Linked DNA regions of Mus musculus: region 2 is linked to region 1. The links are chromatin contacts, called in public Hi-C maps. All regions are on one chromosome and are shown on one strand. The core of a region is the stretch at or near the end of the contact, and the rest is flanking DNA. Distances in the headings are between cores, read along the strand shown. Region 1 has its middle 120 kb from the start of Kcnj3. Region 2 holds the start of Kcnj3 (potassium inwardly-rectifying channel, subfamily J, member 3).

Region 1 (6,879 bases), core at 1,711-4,210:
TAATCTATCTTGAAATCTACATTAACAATTTCTCCAGTATTCTTTTTGTTCCGTATTGCATTGTTTATCAGGGCTATTTTCTGGATCCATATGAACTTTATGATAGTTTTTTTTTTCTATTTCTGTGTGTTATATTGTGCATATTTTGGTTTGGATTGTATTTAATCTGTAAAGTACATTTAATAGAGTGGTTATTTCATATTAATTCTGACGGTTCTTGAATACAGGATATTTTTCTATTTTCTAGTGTCTTTCCTCAATCTATTACATTAGAGATTTGAGGTTTTCAATTTAGAGGTCTTTTACTTCCTTAATTTGGTTCTTTCCACGGTATATTATTGTCTTTGCAGCTATTGTAAATGAGAGTATGCAAAAGAATGATCTTTTCCTAAATGTTTGTTCTTCGTATGCAGAAAAGCTACAGAGTTGTGCAAGATGATTTTGTACCCTCTCACTTTCTGAAAATTTTTGTGGTTTTTAGAAATTGTCTGGTAGAATTTTTGAGATTTCTTGTGTATAATATTACATAATTTGCAAATAAGGATAGTCAGACTTCTTATCTTAACTCTGTTCCTTTAATTTTATTCTCTTGCCTTATAAGTCTACTATTGCCTTATTGGTCTATTTCTGGAATTCGATTGAATATTAATACTGATAGTGGACAGCCCTGTCTTCATCTTGATTTTAGTGTTATTACTTTAAGTTTTCTCCATTTAGAATAATGTTGGCTGTGAACTTGCCATATCTAGCATTTATTATACTGAGGTATGTTCTCTTTAGTCCTACTATGTTTAACATTGGTCATGAAATTTTTGTCAATAGACTTTCTGTATCTATCAAATCACCGTGTAATTTTGTTATTAAATTCATTTCTAGAATTCATAATATTAATTCACTTCCATGTGTTAAACCAAGCCTGCATTTTAGGGACAAAGCCAACTAGATCATCATGAATGTTTTTCAAATTATGTGTTTGAAATAATTTCTTCAGTCTGCTAATTATTTATTTAGGAAATTTGTATCTATGTTCATCATAGATATAGGTCTGAAGATTTAGTGGTTTGTGTGTTGTATGTGTGTGTGCTTGTGTGTGCGTGTACCTGATTTTGAGTCGAAATCATGACTGATATTAGAAACCTAGACTATTTTCTAGGGTTAATGCTATGACATAGATCTTAAAAAACAAAAAAACAAACAAAAAAAACCCAAAAAAACAAAAAGGGCAACTACCACCACTTTATTAGACCAGCACAAATCCTAACTGTATTTTAAGTCTTAGCATTATACCCTCAAATAAGTGCAATTATCACTACCCATAAAACAAACATCTTTCTGTCACAGGAAATTATAACTGGCCATAATGCAGATATCAGAGGATCTTAGCTAATCCAATAGATAGACCCCCACCACAGTTCTTTCCTTGCTCAAAAACCATTCTAGAATAGAATGAGGAATAACTGCAAAGAACCAGAGTACCAGAAACACTTATTTTTAGATTGTATCTCCTAGAAATGACTGTACAAACAAGACTTGAACAAAGAGCAATATCAATAAATATGTTAAAGCAAAAGGAGAGAACTATTACAAGGTCCCATCCCTAGACACAGAACTATAGGCAACTAATGAGACTGCTGAGAGAGAGAATTAATCTATTTCTGAAATGATCTCTTTAACTAATAACCCAATAAAAAGTTAAATTGTCAGGCCTGATACTATATACACACAAACAACAATAACAGACTCAATTGAACATATTTATGTATTTGTGCATATGTATGTACATACATATACATGTTTAAGAATAATAACTTTTAAAAACAGCTATAAATTTTAGATATGGGTATAGGATGGGTTGGAAGGAAGGAAAATGGTAGGAACTAATGGGAAGATTAGGAAAAAAAGTTATATAGTTATACTTTACATATAAATGTAAATAAAATTAAAGCTGTTCTTTCTCTTAATTAAAAAAGATAATGTTATAACTTCAGAATCTGTCATCAAATAATTCCTCAATTGTTTTGTCCTCAAATTAAACATATTTTCTCCTTATCATATCTGTATAAAAACTACTACTGGCACTTTTATATTTGGAACCTATTTTATTGAATAAAGTTTTAAAAATTGTAAGAAATTTACTACAAAAGAATAGTATAGTTAGTATACTATTTTGCCATTTAAAGTGTACACTGAAATATATGTCACATAGAACATGGATAAATAGGTTCACTATTTGTCTTCACTTGTAGTAACCTAAAGAGTTTTTCAAGATCTTATTGTCTATTACTTGAGGAAGTAGTAGCACCTCGTATTCATTTCTACCCCTACCATTTTTATCTCTGTGTTCAAATTAATTTTCTTTGAAATTTAGAATCTATCCTGGAATTTATTATTTAGACATGTTTGAGGAGAAAAAGCCAAAATCTTCCAAATTTTCTTTAGTTGAGTGTTTTTTAACATAAATAATTTCCAACCAATATCCTTAATACCAAAAAGTAGTAATAATCTCCGATTAAGAAAAAAAAATGATTCTCAAGATAAAATAATTAAAACTTGAGCTCTGACTCTATAGTTATTCTGGATTGAGTCAAACTGCCAATATTTTATGTTTCAATGATTTTAATTGAAACTATAAACAATAATATTTAAGCTGAACTATACTATTTAAACTGCTTATCTATTTGTAGTTATTCATTGGAAATTATTTTCTGGAATTTTGTTTATAATGTAATCATTAGTCTCTCTCTCTCTCTTTCTCTCTCTCTTTTTCTTGTATTCTCAGAATTCGGCCAGCATCTGAATCATCTGTAATATTTGATAAGTCCTTTGGTTGCTGTCCCAAATCTCCCTGTCCCTTACCCCATCAACACATTTCCTGATTGGACATATTATGGTAAGGACTATGAATTTGATGAAATTATATTTTTAGTAAGTTCTCTGAAGATTATGGTGCCGATCCAGGTTGATTCACAAGCCCATGCTGATAATGCCTAAAGCAGAATTTCACTATCTAAAAGAGGGAGCAAATGGTGCCTAATTCACCTCCTTGATTTTTATCATTAATTATAAAGTTACTGATCTCCCCCTCTGGTTGATAAACAACTTAATTTTAGTTTTAGTTTTAATGTTATGCTTTGGCCTTTTGATATTTAAAACATTTTATAGATAATTCTGAACACAGGTATTAAAGCTAGAAAATCTTCTCATCAAACTAACTAGAATTTCATACATTACTACACAGAATTACAGCATATATAGAAAGATATTTGTGTTTTCAAATTGCTTCATTATAACTTAGGCAGTTACCAGATACAGACAGCTATGTTTTCAAACTTAATACTGACATATAGCATGGCAATACTAAACAGAGCCTTCTACCTCTGATGTGTGACACAAAGTCCATATATAAACTGTGGATGAACATAGCATGAAATTTTCTAATCAACATGACAATCTGGAGCCATAGGAGATGACCGAATACAGCACTCTCGTGGTGCACCTGAGGTCTGCTTTCGTCTTTACACTTGGCTCAAGTCACACACCAGCTGTCACACTATCAAGCCTTTTCAAAGTTATTTCTTATTCTACATCCTTTAATTTTATGCTTAAGGTGAGGGGTCCTGTGAAATATGAAAACTATTTCTTAATGATTTGGTCTTCTCTGTACAACTTCAAGGTTACAGCTGAAATAATGTGTATGTAAAATGTATATTTATATATAAATTGACATAGTTATAGATTTTTACATTTCATATATATATGGATATATATGCACGTACTATCTTTATATATGTATATGTGCATATATATTGATAACTAAAGGTGGGATAATTTTTTTTCCTTTTATTTCCTTCTAAAATTCCCTGGGTCAGATGGTTGACCTGGATCACATGATAGGCATCCCAGCATCATAAGCAGATGTGAAACTTTTCTCTATTTTTTAATTTTCCATAGAACATATAATAATATAATATTATATTATAATAGAAATATAACAGATTTTTTTTCTATTTTTTTAGTGCTTCCATGGTAGAGAATTCTTTTCCTTGGACATTCTTTGGAAATCCCTTTTCATGTCTCTCTTTTCCTTTTCTGCAGTGAACAGAAAACTATATATATAAAAAAAAACTTTTATTTTTCTAGCTTGGTTATAAAAAAAGAAGCTTTTCTAAACCTAATGTGTTAACTAAATGTGGCAGTTGGAGTTGATAATTATAAGGTGACAGCACCAGAGGTTGGGATTCTCAAATTCTTTTTATCATATAGTGGAATTTTCAAGGTTTTATGTCGTGAGCTGTAATTATAGCTCTTGGAAACTTTATTATTTAACCTTGGAAAATACATTGCTTTTATTTGCTAATAAATGACTGACTTTGTGGCTCTAAGGTTGATTTCATTCTTCTGTTTGAACATATTTTATTTCTCAACTCCAGTAGGAAGCTGAAAACTGGACAGCATTCCTCCTCGTGGTGAGATGGCAGGATTACCTTTTGTTCACATGGAGACATTTTAGCAGTGAAAAAGAAATGTGTAATCCACATCCTAAAACCACAAGTTTATGTTTATGTTTATTATTATTATTATTATTATTATTATTATTATTTCAAGTTATTTCTTTGCTGTTTATGTAAATATAGAAAAGTTAGTCCTTGAATTCCATTAACTGCAATCTTTATTGTTGTGGCTTGGTTTAATGCTTGTATTATGTTTTTGGGTCCCCCAAAGTGCATGAGAATTTGCACGGTCCCTTTCCCCAGTTGGTTTTGATTGGTAAATTAAGTTGCCAGTCGTTAATGACTGAGCAGAGAGACTGAGGCAAAACTTTAGGGTTCCCCAGCAAGGGATCTAGGGAGGAGGAAGGAGATAGCTGCCATGCCCTGAAAGGAATAAAACACCAGGCTTGAGAGGCGCAGAAGAAGGAACATAGCAATCATAGAAGATTCAGCAATTTTGTCCCACGAAAGCTGCAGGTCTGAGTCGAGGGCAGCAAAGATGGAAGATAGGTTTTAGTAAGCATTGAGTTGGAGGTATTGGAATGTCCATGTGGCGAGCGATATGTTAAAGGCATATTAAGATATAAGGCTACATGTGTGTGTATGTTTCACTTGAGAACCCAGAACATTGGAATACACCACCACTGCCATCGGGATGATTTGAGTGGAGGTACTTGGGTATCGCGACAGTTTATTAAATAACAGAATTACATTTCAATACTTTCCTCAGTGCCTATTTAGGTGATTGTATTGCTCAGCCCTGAACAGGAAATTGTTCCTTTCAGTTGTCTGTAATGCTGGCTATTTGTGTAGAACATACTGATTAATTTGAACATGTCTCAAGTTTCAAAATAACCTTCAATTACTTCCTAATTTCTTGTTCTTAGGACTTCCTAAGAAAATTATATGTTGAAATATCCAGGTCTCTGCTCATATGAATTCTCTGAATTAATTTTCACTATATACTATGATGATTAAATATTTATAACTTCAGATAAATTATGTAAAGATAAATGCCATATAAATGGCTCCTGAATGTTTAAATGTTGTTTATATGCAAATGCAATTGTATAATTTTTTTTTGTTTTTTTTGTTTTTTTTTTTTTCTTTTTCCTTTTCTAGGCAGAAAAGCTATATTTAATTATTAAAAACACACTGACAATCCCCATAACCTTTTTTTTTCCCCAGGGTTTTGCCGTTGATGGGTGTTTTATTTTTATTTTTTTTATTTTTTTTTTGTTTTTTTTTTCTTTCCATTTTTTATTAGGTATTTAGCTCATTTACATTTCCAATGCTATACCAAAAGTCCCCCATACCCACCCACCCCCACTCCCCTACCCACCCACTCCCCCTTTTTGGCCCTGGCGTTCCCCTGTTCTGGGGCATATAAAGTTTGTGTGTCCAATGGGCCTCTCTTTCCAGTGATGGCCGACTAGGCCATCTTTTGATACATATGCAGCTAGAGTCAAGAGCTCCGGGGTACTGGTTAGTTCATAATGTTGATCCACCTATAGGGTTGCAGATCCCTTTAGCTCCTTGGGTACTTTCTCTAGCTCCTCCATTGGGAGCCCTGTGATCCATCCATTAGCTGACTGTGGGCATCCACTTCTGTGTTTGCTAGGCCCCAGCATAGTCTCACAAGAGACAGCTACATCTGGGTCCTTTCGATAAAATCTTGCTAGTGTATGCAATGGTGTCAACGTTTGGATGCTGATTATGGGGTGGATCCCTGGATAAGGCAGTCTCTACATGGTCCATCCTTTCATCTCAGCTCCAAACTTTGTCTCTGTAACTCCTTCCAAGGGTGTTTTGTTCCCACTTCTAAGGAGGGGCATAGTGTCCACACTTCAGTCTTCATTTTTCTTGAGTTTCATGTGTTTAGGAAATTGTATCTTATATCTTGGGTATCCTAGGTTTTGGGCTAATATTCATTTATCAGTGAGTACATATTGTGTGAGTTCCTTTGTGAATGTGTTACCTCACTCAGGATGATGCCCTCCAGGTCCATCCATTTGGCTAGGAATTTCATAAATTCATTCTTTTTAATAGCTGAGTAGTACTCCATTGTGTAGATGTACCACATTTTCTGTATCCATTCCTCTGTTGAGGGGCATCTGGGTTCTTTCCAGCTTCTGGCTATTATAAATAAGGCTGCTATGAACATAGTGGAGCATGTGTCCTTCTTACCAGTTGGGGCATCTTCTGGATATATGCCCAGGAGAGGTATTGCTGGATCCTCCGGTAGTACTATTTCCAATTTTCTGAGGAACTGCCAGACGGATTTCCAGAGTGGTTGTACAAGCCTGCAATCCCACCAACAATGGAGGAGTGTTCCTCTTTCTCCACATCCTCGTCAGCATCTGCTGTCACCTGAATTTTTGATCTTAGC
Region 2 (6,879 bases), core at 2,301-4,800, 120 kb after region 1:
TGTGGGAAGAGTGACATGATAGCATATGAGAAACGATTAAACTTAGCAGGCAGTACTGTGCCTCTAAAGTGACAGAGACCTAAAGCGAACCAGTGTATATTAGAAGCCTTGCCTTACTGTCTTTCTAGCTAGGCTCTCCAAATTCAACCTTAAGATACTCGTGATGTTGCCTGGAGCATTTCAGTGAGCTCTTTGTAAAGCTTGGTTCTTCAGACCTCTCTTAAGTACTTTACATATACAAGGTTAGGATGTACCCCTGAAGTAAAGAGAGTATCAAATATTAGCAGATACAGGCTCAGGGAGTTTGCCTTCTATTTAGACAATTTTGGTGAATTCTAGTCTCCACACAGACTGGAATATTAAACATGTCATGATGAAGTCGGAAGAAATGGGCACCAAAGGAAAGGATGGATTATTGTCACTGGGAGGATTCAGTGTTATGCAAGAAGTGGGTGTTGACATGAAATGTGGATGAGTTCTTTTACCCTCTTGTATGCTAGTGTCTGAGATGTACATTTCTTAGGAAGAACACAATGTAATGAAAAATGAGGTGTGTTATTTGAAGGTGAGTTAATATGGAGCATCATTGCTAGCAGTCAGAGCTGACTAGAGAAGAGCTCATTCTGAATGAAACGTAGAAAAGAGTTTGATAGGCTATGTGAGACCATTTTGGATGTCTATCAAAGTTCACATCAATGAGAAACATGCCCTGTGGAGAAGAGGGTCCCAAGGTCTAGGTTAGGAGTAATAAACTACTCTTCTAACACTGCTGGAAGAAGATGGATGGACCACAAAGGCTCTGAGGACACACTACTTGAATTCAAATTTCAGCCTCTAGTTTTCTGTGTGTGCCGTTACGTTACATGAATCATTTACTCTCTGTACCCACAGTGTGCTCATGTGTAAAAAGAGGATTAAAGTTGACCAAGTCTTCTTAAACTTTCAACTTGGACACTCAGCATGCAAAGTATATAAACAAATCAAATGTTATTAATAATAAAAGATGACTTTATTTTAAAATAACTCTTTTGTTTATGTAACTGTTTACTACTTGTAAAAGACAAAAACAAATGTATAAACCTGTGCGATTTTTTGAGTTTATTTATAGGAAAAGAAGTATATCATGGATGACTATTTGACATCACAGCATGTGAAGCAAATTCAAGATTTTTCAGTTGAACGATATTTTGACTTAATAATTGTTACTACTAGAGTGACACTTTGCCTGTACTACATGCAGTACAAATGGCAGAAGTAAAAAAGCTTCATGCTATTTCAGAAATGGTTGAAAACTCTGCTCTACTCCCAGGCAAAAATTCATAAAACAATTGTCAAAAGATTCATTAACTCAGATAAAAACTTAAAGTCAATCATTCTGAAACAATGCAATTAAATCAATTTGAGTTTAGTACTCACCAAGGAATGGTGGTAGGAAGATATGAAAATACTTTGTTTTTTGTTATTAAACCATCATGATTCTATAAGAGCCTCACTATTTATACATGGATGGCCTGGAGCTTGCCTCAAACTCACAGAGATCTGATTGCCTCTGTCTACTGGATGATGGGATTAAAAATCATACTCCACCATGTTTGGCTGACTAGGGTCCTAAAGAAAGGTTAGTCATGTCCTTTTAAATAAAGTACAGGTATTATTTCAAACATATTGGGTAAAGATCCAAAAGACTGATAGAACATAAATTCTTAATGTAACAAGAAATATTCTCTTTTAAGCATCAATGTTCTTTCGTATTCTTTCAAGTAAGGGATGCCAGTTAGTGCAGGTTACATTCTGAGTATAGATTTAGTGAATTGTTGGGGAGCTGCTAACGGTTTAGACTGACATATGTAATAATCCAAGAAATATGGTTTGCCAAGCATGAGACCAGTACAATTCTAGGAAGGAGAGACAAAGAAAGGCAAAAAGGACAGGACTTTCACCCTTGTAGAGCCTGTTTTATCAGATTGCCAACAGAGGGAGAAGAACATTGACAGAAAGAAAACAGCATCAAGAAAACTTGCTCATGAGCAAGGAACCTGACTGATGAGACAAAGAGGGTCTGAGATACTAAGGAAGGCTTTTCTATGGAGAACACACTTAAACAGGGAGGCAATAAGACCCATGGGAAGGACAAGAATATTACAGGGTGAGAAAGAAGACCCTGGAGTAGCCCAGGGATCAGCTTAGGTCTGCAAGTGTTTTAGCAATCGAAACAGCAGCCTGCCAAGGACAGAGTGGAGGAGAAACAGAAATAAGATAAGGAGTTGTGGTAGGTCACATCATGGCAACGACTTAAATAACTCACTCATGGTCTCCTCTTTGCACTGCTAAAACTTGGCAGCCCAGTATATCCTTTGGAGGAGAAATGATTAAATAGTAAAATAAATAATAAAAATAGCATTACTTTTCTTTTATTCCTTTGTTTCTCTATCATCACCGGGAAAATATAAAACTCTCATTTTCATTTATTTATTTTTTTGGAGGGGGAAATTCAGGCTCCACGGTTTTTCTCTTGCTCAAGGTCACCCAGCTTGTAAATGATATAGCTGTATTCAAAAGGGCCTTAGGATTCCAGGGCCAGAGAGTCCCTGTTTTGTCTAACCTCCAGAGAATACATTGCTGTCCTCTTTGCAGAGACCCCATAGGAGAAGCTGTAATTGGAGCTAAACGTTTTGCAAGTCCTCTGCTTTTGAGTGCATGAATGTTTGTCTTAGGGCAGAGGAGCAGTGAGTGTCTACCAGGGAGAAATGGTCTAGTGATTGTGTGCTTTTTTTGTTTCCAGTTCTTATAGTCAACCTTTGTTTTTATAGCAAGAGTTGATGACTTACTACCAACTTTGCATATCTGGACTGTATGGAACATGGCATAAGACTCCATGACATTTTAAAACGAGCATGAAATGTGGTAAATAAGCTGGCATTTACTCAAGGGCTCTATATCAGCTGTTTTTGCACTTTGCCCCCTCCATTAAGTTAACTGCCAGGCTGGGGCCATTAAAATGTGGCACTTTTCCCTCAATTATTGCCACACACTAACTGTAGTTATTCTAAGCCCCCCTCATAGAATCATTTTCAGAAAGGGTTTGGTGTTTCCGTTCAGTGTAGCCTTTCTTGATTGTCAGGTCCCTCTGGTTTGGTAATTTTGGGTTCTGAATATGCCTATCTGAAAGTCGAATCTCTGTTGATGATGCATTCCCAAATCCTAGTATTCTATTCGCTTAAAAGAAAGTCCTAGAAATAGAGACATATTGTACTCCCCGCAGAAAGCAGCATTTGTTGCTTTCTGGGGGCTTTCTGATTGATGCGGGATGGGAGGGGGGAAGAGTTGGCTGCCTTTTGGGAGCAGATTTAAAGCTGCTTCTCATTGGAGGGGCTCACATTCTCTAAGCTGCCAGACACTGCAGGCTCAACCCAGGCGCGGAGGTGCAATTCAGGCTGGTTGAGCAGCGGGGGAAGGCAAGGACAGGCGGGGCTAGTGTGGTTCTGCAGCTGATCACACGCACCAGCACACACACACCTCATTCTGGTTGCCTCCGCTTGAGCCTTGCATCCTCCATCCATCCGGGACAAGCAAAGGGCGGACATGGAATAGGAGATCGAAGGAAGGAAGACTCAAATGTTTCTATTGAGAGGCATGGGAAAAGCTGGAGCAAAAGCCGGTGTTTAACCTGAAAGTCTGACCTCCGTTCAGCAGTCGCACTGTCGCCTGGAAAGAGGGCATCGCACGCTAAGGAACCCGGGAGTCAGGCGTCCGAGTCAGTCTCTGCTTGGAGCATCAGGGGTTTCTGGCAGAGGCTGTGTAGTGTCCCCAGGGAGGCACGGAGCCTGACACACCTGCATTGGTTCTCATCTTGGAACACCAAGAAAAGTAGAAAGGGGTCAGGCACCCTAAGCGCAGGGTGCTTGGCCAGACTGCCTGTGCTGCTTGCAGAGCCTCCGCCTGTTCTCTGTCACTGGGTGAGTGCCCAGGCTTCCAGAGCTCCCTGGAGCGCAGGGGTAGCTTGACGTCCGCTCACCCCCTCCGGAGAGTCCACCCAAAGGCCCAGGTGGAGCGCGTGAAAACTCGGCCGCCGGCGCACCTCAGGAGTACAGGTCTCTAGAGTCCCGGGAGGGGGATTCTGAACCAGCAGAGAGTGGGTAGGGGGCGTTGCACCGCTGCCCAGGAGACATGCCTCTGGGCGGGATTTTGGCTAAAAGATAGGAGGCGGGAGTGACAAGGGACCTAGGGACACTCCTGGGGGGCGGGTGATTAGGGTGCAGCTGGGAGGGGGGAGGGTCTGGACCAGGCAGGTGGAGCAGTTTAGAAGCTTGGGGAGTTAGCAGGTGGGGTGGGACTTGTTTGTCAAACTCATTAATTTTCAGCAACCAGTTCATGGGTGCTGCAGGACAGTCGAGGGTGGGGTGCCGTGGAAAGGTAAGAGGTGGCCCGGGATGGTGATGGTGGGGGGAAAAAGAGAAGCCTCAAAGAGCTCAGAGGCAAATTTTCACTTGGGTTCTTGCCCCTTGCATTCCCCTTGCCTTGAGTGTGGGAGAACACTTCTGTTTTAGCCCTGCTCCTGGAAAGAAAGCCTCTGTCCCAGGGGAGGAGAGGCATCCGGACGGGGCAAAGACTGCTGCTACCTGCAGGGTGCTCCCCACCCCCACCCCCAACCCAGGCGCCTGCTTTCGTCCCCTCCCCTCCTGCTTTCATCCCCTGCCCCCACCTCCTTATTGGTGCTGGTTTGCAGCGCTTGGCTCCTGCGCCTCCGCTTCGTGTTTGAATCTGGCTCGCCCCTCCGTATTATGTCTGCACTCCGAAGGAAATTTGGGGACGATTACCAGGTAGTGACCACTTCGTCGAGCGGTTCGGGCTTACAGCCTCAGGGGCCAGGACAGGGCCCGCAGCAGCAGCTGGTGCCCAAGAAGAAACGGCAGCGGTTCGTGGACAAGAACGGCCGGTGCAATGTGCAGCATGGTAACCTGGGCAGCGAGACCAGTCGCTACCTTTCGGACCTCTTCACTACCCTGGTGGATCTCAAGTGGCGTTGGAACCTCTTTATCTTCATCCTCACCTACACCGTGGCCTGGCTCTTCATGGCGTCCATGTGGTGGGTGATCGCTTATACCCGGGGCGACCTGAACAAAGCCCATGTCGGCAACTACACTCCCTGTGTGGCCAATGTCTATAACTTCCCCTCTGCCTTCCTCTTCTTCATCGAGACCGAGGCCACCATCGGCTATGGCTACCGCTACATCACAGATAAGTGCCCCGAGGGCATCATCCTCTTCCTCTTCCAGTCCATCCTTGGCTCCATCGTGGACGCTTTCCTCATCGGCTGCATGTTCATCAAGATGTCCCAGCCCAAAAAGCGCGCCGAGACCCTCATGTTTAGCGAGCATGCGGTTATCTCCATGAGGGACGGAAAACTCACTCTCATGTTCCGGGTGGGCAACCTGCGCAACAGCCACATGGTCTCCGCGCAGATCCGCTGCAAGCTGCTCAAAGTAAGTGCAGCCCTCCCCTTCTTCAAGCAGATGTCCCCCCACCCCCCCACCCCAGAAACCCAAAGATTTAATCCCCTTGGGAACCACTCTGCTCCCTCCTCTGGGTTTTCCCTCCAGGGTTTTTTCCTTCCACCACAGGTAAACTTCTTTGGAGGAGGGGGTGCGATGTGGGGAGGGGTAAAAAGGGATGGTAATTGGGCAGAGGGCATAGTTGCCAGTTCTGGTTTTGTCCCTGTTCTTGTTTATATTCCTCACCTCTGATGTGCTGCAGCACACCATAATGGTGGTAGGGAGAGCTGTGGGCTCCTGTTCTCCCACTACTGTTTTGTCCCTGGAGCACTTTTGGTTTGTTGCCAACTCAATACTCTTCTACACATGAGGCACTAAGGCTTCTAATGGGAAGAATTAGATGTTGGAAGTTGCCTCAACTTTAGTTTGAGTTTAGTCTGCAGTGTACCCTGTCCCAATAATGCTACTAGGTGGATTACTCTTCAGGACACAGTAAGTTTAACTGTGGTCATCTTTTAAACAAACATAGCAGATCCAGGAAGCTCTTAGTAAAACAGAAGGCACCATATCTGTTTCTTTAAAAACTATAATGTGTGTGTGTGTGTGTGTGTGTGTGTGTGTGTGTGTGTATCCCTCTAGAGATGCATTCTGTGAAAGCTTGAGTGCTTTCCCTGTAGAGTCTCTTGTTAATTTTATTCTTAATTGCCTGTTTCTATGAAGACTTTGTCAATTATAGATTTTACTTGAAGCTTTTGAGCATCCATTAAAGAAGATTGCTTCCTAACATCAGTGCTGTAAACGCCAAAACAAATTGATCATAGGGTTGTTATTAAGGTAAGGTCCTTGTAGCCCTCAGAAGACAGCACCGCAAACAAGAAGTGTCCCCTAGTTATTTGCAAATTAGAGTCTGAGAAAGAGGAATTAAAGTCTAGTTCTCTCTGAAGGTCTACAGATGTCACCACTTTTTCTTCCTCATCCTCTTCCTCTCCCTATTCCTCCTCCTCCTCCTCCTCCTCCTCCTCCTCCTCCTCCTCCTCCTCCTCCTCCTCCTCCTCCTCTTCTTCTTCTTCTTCTTCTTCTTCTTCTTCTTCTTCTTCCTTCTCTCCCCCCTCCTCCTCCTCTTCCTCCTCTTCCACGGATTTTCCAGAGTGGTTTTCAAATGTTCACAAACTGAAAACGATAACCACAAATTAATAGTTCATTATTGAAAAAAATTAATCTGAGATTATATAAAAAAGTATAGCTGGGTTCAGAACTTAGAGGTAATAAAATGACTGATACTTGGGTTGAGGTAAAATTTTGCCATTGAAATTTCAGTTTGCACCACTCAACTATATTGTTTTATCCAGCCTCAACTTGTTATACAATTAAAAGTATTCTCCATGGA

Evidence for each region. Hi-C and Micro-C count contacts between places; a contact is called where the count stands out from the background.
Region 2: a contact with region 1 is called in a Hi-C map of cerebellar granule neurons, with 4 times the contacts expected there. The contact joins the promoter of Kcnj3 here to the enhancer-like site in region 1. A contact is called at or near these places in 3 of 39 promoter capture datasets (embryonic stem cells and hippocampal neurons), 11 of 484 Hi-C or Micro-C datasets (the HL-1 cell line, brain, cerebellar granule neurons and 4 more) and 4 of 115 datasets of contacts at active chromatin or transcription factors (PVALB interneurons, embryonic stem cells, epiblast stem cells and 1 more).

Annotation. Positions count from the first base shown.
Region 1 is chr2:55,312,336-55,319,214 of GRCm38.p6, forward strand. No RefSeq gene overlaps it. Among named protein-coding and RNA genes, the nearest start is that of Kcnj3, 120 kb to the right of the region's middle. Within about 2 kb of position 2,961, at least 2 of the 459 cell types and tissues checked have an H3K27ac peak or open chromatin away from gene starts, as enhancers often do. A contact at or near this core is called in cerebellar granule neurons and cerebellum, where this site is marked.
Region 2 is chr2:55,432,420-55,439,298 of GRCm38.p6, forward strand. It overlaps Kcnj3 (potassium inwardly-rectifying channel, subfamily J, member 3), which reads left to right and starts at 3,551. Exons shown (of 5, transcript NM_001355118.1): 1 at 3,551-4,091; 2 at 4,362-4,413; 3 at 4,727-5,483. The coding sequence starts at 4,782.